Regions from separate parts of the Mus musculus genome. Here region 2 is linked to region 1. The links are chromatin contacts, called in public Hi-C maps. All regions are on one chromosome and are shown on one strand. Each heading gives the region's core, a stretch centred on a gene start, on an enhancer-like site or on the middle of the called end of the contact. The rest is flanking DNA. Distances are from core to core; before and after follow the strand shown.

Region 1 (3,211 bases), core at 522-3,021:
AGAGGTAAACTGACTAGTTACATCCTGGCTTAAGCTACATAGAAGGATCTCTCTCTCTCTCTCTCTCTCTCTCTCTCTCTCTCTCACACACACACACACACACACACACACACACACACACACACACTTATACCCAGAGAGAGAGACAAACAGAGATGGAGACAGAAAGGCAGACAGACAACAGAGAAGCTTAAGATAGGAGGAGGAAGAAGAGAAGGAGGGTCACGACCCGACAGAGAAGTTGTGGGATTATTTAGGGAGCAGAGAGTGGGCTGATTCTGTAGAACACCCTCTATAAAACACCTCTAAGTTAACTCAGCATGTGTAGAGAAGTACTCATACCTGCTGAGCGTCAACAACATAGTGGCAGCAAGGGCAGCTCCTATGCAAGCAAGGGTCCTGGAATCCCAGGCTGTTCAAACCATGCTGGGAAGGGTGGCCCTTCCCTTCTGTCATGACCAGGTTCAAGTGGTCTAGGGAGCCAGGGCTTCTACCTCATTCTCTAAGGACTTTGTGGGTTATGCTAACCTCAAGGAAGCCTACCTTCTCTGCAGCACACCAGTCCAGGAAGAAAAAGCCCAAACCTGACCCCAGAACCATTACATTTTCGATTCATAACAGAACCCTGAGGTCCTTCTTCCTGACGGCCTATCTTTGTGTCATTACCCCGTCCCCCGCCCCCGACACACACACCTAGACCCCTGGTTGCATACTGCTGACTCGTGACCTCTTCCTGGACCCGACGTCTTCGTGCAACTGCTCCTTTGTAATTTAGTATGCTAGGCAGGCTGCAGCCCTTGCTACCTGGGCATCCCTTTCCACCCAATGCTCTTACCATCCTCCCCAGAAACAGGACCTGCTCTTTCTGAGGGGCCAAGTGGCTCAGAAGAGATTCCAATCCCCAGGCCACATGGCCCACAACGGTGTTCTGCCCATCTACAGGGTGAGAAGGGTGCCCCAGTGCTAGGAACCATGGGAGCCTCTACAAGGGCCTCATGCCTGCCCCCTGCCTGTGCAGCCCCCACCCCCCACTCGGCTCCAGCAACAATGCTGGAGCTAATTTCATTCAATTCTGCTTTAAAATAGAAAACCCAGGAAATAATTACTTCAGTCAGACATTATTTACTTAAGTAATTCTTTACTCAAACGTCTTTAGGCTTTATTTTACTAATACTACATAATTACGTAATTGTGTAATTAGGAAGAAATTAAATGACAAATGTTTGCAGAGAACAAATGGGAAAAAAATAGATCCTTTATTTCCCGGCACGCCTCTGTTCTGTACACTGAACCTTCCCCTCTTCTTGAGGTTCTCCCTCCCCCCTCCCCACCCTCCTCCTCCTCTCCCCACCCTTCCCCTCATGGGCTATCTCTCCCCCCACCCACCTTGTGGAGCATATAGGACACAAAGTACTTGGATAGGTAGCTGCAGTTTTTGGGTTCCCTTAGTCCCAAAGGCCTGTTAGCGTGAACGTGTGTCTCTCCACACAGCCAGGCCAGCCTTCCCATTGGCCACAGAGTCAAGTCCCCTTCCATTTGCTCCTTCTGTCTCTGAGGTGCCTGAGCACCAATTCATAACAGGTCTAAAAGATGGAGAAAAACAACTAAGCAGCCCCAAGCCAGCTCTGCTCTCCTTCACACCTGCAGCTGCCAGTTTCCTGGTCAAAGAGAAGGAAGGATCCAGCAGGTGGAGCCCAGGCTCCCATAGTGCCTGCCTGAAGAGTCTACCCACAGCACAGGCATGGCACGCACAGCGGGACTGAGCTACCCATGGAAGGAAGTCATCCACTCATACACACCACCGCCCCTCCTTCCTTTCTCCAACCTCAGAGGTTGTAGAAGCCAGCAGAGCTCCCTGCAGCCAAAAAGAAATCAATCAATCAACCACCCACCCAAGGCCCACGGAGCCTGTCTTTTGTTCAGGTGTGCTAAGGGGACACAAAGCAGGCAGGCCCCAGCTATGCTCATTAAGACATCAGCTATTTGGAACTTGGATTATAAAACTATGCTATTCACAGTAGAAACTTTTCCTAGGCCAGCTTGCCAGAAAATAAATAAATAAATGAAAGCAAAGTCTCTCTCTCTCTCTCTCTCTCTCTCTCTCTCTCTCTCTCTCTCTCTCCTAAATGTCCTCAGTTTTTAGTAGTGACAGGTAAGTGATGGCCTCAAGGTTGTTGTGGCTCTTGTCCCACCTCTGGCTCTTACAAATCAGAGGCACTAAGGCACTCTTTCACTGTCCCAAATTTTCCAGTTGAATGAGGGAATTCACACCTATGGGGTTGCTGTGAGAATTGAACAGGTCAGTGCAACCAGGCAGTCGGAACAGTGTTAAGCAAGCAGTCCTCGCGACTGTGTCCAAGGTATGGCTTCAAACCCAGCCTTGTGGCCAAGAGACCTTTCTAGACTCCTCATTTTAGGGTCCGTTGTAGAAGAAACACAGCATCTGAAAGCCTTAGAACTGCTTCTGAAAATCTCTCTTACTCTAATAAGGAAAAGGAATATGACTTGCTCTGATGTCCCCTTTTATAATGAAACTATGACAAAGAAATAGAGTGATGGAAACAGATTCACAGCAGCACAGAAGGCGGGTCTTTGGTTACTACCTTAGGGTGGAGTCCAGGGGCTGGAGAAAGAGCTCAGAGGACGTAAACCCATATTGGGCATCCTAAACTCTTTGGAAAGCAGCAGAAAGAAGAGGCTTATGTATTTGACTATCCCAGCTCCCCTCAGGATCTGAAGGAATAGACAGACAGAGTTCCAACATCATCCCCCACACACACACACAAGCCACTTGTCATTGAGGTGACAAACAGTGCTGTCTTTCTGAGCCTCAATTTCCTCAATTATAATCAAGTCTTAGAAAAATCATTAAACTCTCCTTCATGCTATTGGTAAACAGACTGCATAAGACTTTTGCAAAGTGCTTAGTTCAGGGGCCCTGGTTTATACTAGGAATGCAATAGACAATAACTCATTTATTCATTATTATCATTATTATTTTATGGAACTATCACTAGGTCCTGCCAATGAAGTAGCTCTCGGCAGGTGTTAGGCTTGGGAATCTAGGGAAGGGTGGGGATGCTTTGCAGACAACAAGGGTCAAAAAAAAAAGTGGGGGCAGGGTTGGGGAAGAAGAGATGAAGGGAATTCTGAGGGGCTGCAGAACCGAGGTAGATCAGAGCCAATGTAAGGCCTGTGGTCAGTCAGCCAG
Region 2 (3,086 bases), core at 499-2,998, 130 kb after region 1:
CTAGGGTTTCAACTGAGTCTATTGAAGACAACAGTGGGGGGAAAATAGCCCTGCTGATGTAATAAGTATATGCTGAATGCTTGCTAAATACGTATTCAGAGTGGGTCTTAATGAATTGACTAATAATATCTATTTTTAATGGGGTCAAGGCTTTGCCCTGGCTTTCAGGCTTTCATCCCAATGGTAACTTGAAGGAGAGTGTGGAGAGGTAAAGATGGAGCAGAAGAGAGAAGTAATGTTGTTTACCAAACAGCTACAGAGCCAAGCTGCTAACTTGAGTGCTAGAGAAAAGTCTCCACTCAGGAAAGTTCAAGATTGGTGAGGAAAAAAAAATACAGTGATCTGCTCTAACGTTGTAATGTTGCAGACACAGCAGTGGAGGTAATGATGACATGTGCCATGGCCTGACCACTCACTAAGAACCAGGTACCATGTGAAATGCTCTAAGGCATTATGGAGAGGCAAGACTGTAACTTGTGACGTGTAGACCCCACATAGTTAGGCCCTCTAACTTGCCCCTTGCCTAGTGAAGGCAGAGGAAGACAGAGGAGGAAATGATCAGTTATTCTCTAAAAGCTCAAGGATGGATTCAAAGAACCTCCATTACAAGCTGGCTCCTGATCCATTAATATAGTGCATGGAATAGGAAAAGTGATAAGGATAGGCCAGGCAGGAATAGAAATGTGAACCAAGGCGAAGTCTACCTGGAGAGCTAATTATCCTGTGTACCATAACTGAAAGGCACATGTTTGCACATACATGTACACACTAGCATGTACCCTTACTCATATATGCATGCACATATACACAGAGTCAAGCCCTCCTACTCCACATACACATACTTATATCGTAAGCACACCCACATTACCTGGCCTGTGGAATATCTCCCTGGAAGGCATGTTCATTCCGTTAACCTTCCGTCTTTAACTCCAATGATCTAATCAGAGTCATGGTGTCCCACACTGAGTGCCTCTGAGTCCTGTTTCCTTGTGCTACCTGATCCCTAGTGCTCACAAGAAACCAGTAAGACAGGTCTTGTGGCTTCCCTTCAGAGATATGTTGTCAGAGCTTCATCCAGGCCCACAATCTCTCACCATGCATCAGTAGCTTGTCTTTCTTTCTGAGACTTGAGCTCTTGAGCCCATGAAAATATTTTTGCAAATTTTTAAAGCTTCCTAGAGCAGAGTTGGGCCTAGAAGGGACCAGTCTCACTCGTGCACATTAGACAGCAGCAGGTTAGAGTTAAGATCTACAGTGATGGCCACAAGGCAGCATCCCTTTCTCCTTGCAAGCCGTGGAGCCTTGAGTAACCAAGACCTGGCAGAGGCAATGGGTAAAATATGAATTCTTCCCATCACTATTCTGACAGTTGCCATGTCACAGAACCTCAGCTTTCAAGCTCATCTTAGGGGATAGGGAAACTGATGAACTAGCCCCGGGTTAATGTACCCAGAGATTCAGAAAAAAAAAAAAAAACCCAGTGTCTAGCCACCTCCCAGGCTCCTGTTCTCCATATCTACTACACTGCCTCCCAATCCTGATGGTGCCTCGTAGAAATCTTTTTCCGGTGGGTTTTAATAATTAATTGCCGTGAGCAGATAGGTAGGGTTTGTATAAATGGCACGGTGGAATTTGTTCTGTTTCTCTGCAAATGCTGTAGTTTCCCAATTGTAGAGAGCTAAGTGGGAGCAGGGTGGGATTCCACCTCAGCAGATGGCCTACTTGTGTCCCTGAGGGATTAGCTGGAACAAGAAGCTTAGAACTGCATCTTGAAGATGAGATTCAAGATCCCCTTTGTCCTGGATCTTGCCCTGCTAGGATGGTGTGATTTTATCTTTCTGCGTTCCCTCCTCAAAAGGTCACTGAAGCTTCTTCTTCCTCCACTTTCTGGGTGTTAGGCTGAGGACTGTATCCTTCCTAAGTGGCTATTTTCTTTCCTACTGTATCCCTTTCTTGATTTTTCCCACTCTACACAGAGCTGATTTATAGGCCAACATCGTCCCCTGGGCTGGGCAGAAAAATAGCAAGGAGACAGATTAATGATCCCCTCAGCATTGCTCAGGAAAAGGCCAGCGGAGGAGCAAGAGTGTGGTACAGCAGAGGCTGAAAACACCGGCATCCATCTCCCGTGCGTAGCCCGTAGTGTTGAGCTAAAGCGTGCTCAGCTGTGCTCACCGATGCTTGGAGCAAGAAGGCAAGGCTTGGGATGCAGCTAGCCATCCAATACAACTACGGTTTCCCTTCTTGAGTGGTAGAATGGAGGGTCTGTAGGAGCCATAACATAAAAGTATAGAGAAGGGGCATTGTGCCACATGACAATGCACAGTTACATATATCAATATGGACTATATACGTATTGCTAAGGAACGGCATGAGCTCCTGGTCTTAGCTCCTCCCTGGTGTTTAGCATCAGGCCCAGTGTGTTGACAGGTTCTGTAGTAGAGAAAGAAAAAGAAATATTGAAACCTTTGCAGCCCTGAGTCCCCAGCACGCAGTCCCAGCTCCCTCTGAAGCCCTGATGGACTAGGCTGGCTCCCCTCCTTCCTCCATTTTCTAATTATGACGGGCCCCAGGGGGGCAGAGCAAAGTAGGGAGGGCTGAGAGACAATGCAAGTGGAAAAGGAGGGCAGAGAAAGGAGGGAGGGAAGCAGAGGGGAGGCAGCTGCACTTTCTCTGTTATGGGAAAACCAAGTACACGGCTAGCCATGAAGGTGGCCACGTTGAGAGCAAGCACACACTGATCTCTCTCCTCGAGGCTCTGAGCCCATGAAAATGCCACGCCCATGCTCGGGGAGGATCAGGTCAACAGCAAAGGGAAAGACACGTTAGATCCGAAGTTTCCATAGGAGGCCCATCTGTCTCCACACTATGCCCCGTATGACATCATTTATTGCCCTCCATGAAGGCAGCAGATAGTAGGTGGGGTTGGTCATTGTAGTGTGTGAAGGGGAACCTGAGGTTTTAGGTCAACTTAACTCATGCTGAACATATGAGTCTCTTTGTGTTTAACCTGATACACACTTTATTTCTCTCAAAAGGACTGGCTTCTGCTTCCATTTCTAGGGTTAAAAGGACATTAGTAATAA

Evidence for each region. A called contact is a pair of places that touch in the nucleus more often than the background predicts.
Region 2: a contact with region 1 is called in a Hi-C map of rod photoreceptor, with 1.8 times the contacts expected there. The contact joins two enhancer-like sites. A contact is called at or near these places in 3 of 484 Hi-C or Micro-C datasets (embryonic stem cells, nephron progenitors and rod photoreceptor) and 1 of 115 datasets of contacts at active chromatin or transcription factors (pancreatic cancer cells).

The regions. Positions count from the first base shown.
Region 1 is chr9:47,331,375-47,334,585 of GRCm38.p6, forward strand. The region is part of intron 2 of Gm31816 (a long non-coding RNA gene); the gene reads right to left. Among named protein-coding and RNA genes, the nearest start is that of Gm31816, 35 kb to the right of the region's middle. Within about 2 kb of position 1,772, at least 5 of the 459 cell types and tissues checked have an H3K27ac peak or open chromatin away from gene starts, as enhancers often do. A contact at or near this core is called in rod photoreceptor, where this site is marked.
Region 2 is chr9:47,465,958-47,469,043 of GRCm38.p6, forward strand. No RefSeq gene overlaps it. Among named protein-coding and RNA genes, the nearest start is that of Gm22286, 58 kb to the right of the region's middle. Within about 2 kb of position 1,749, at least 10 of the 459 cell types and tissues checked have an H3K27ac peak or open chromatin away from gene starts, as enhancers often do. A contact at or near this core is called in rod photoreceptor, where this site is marked.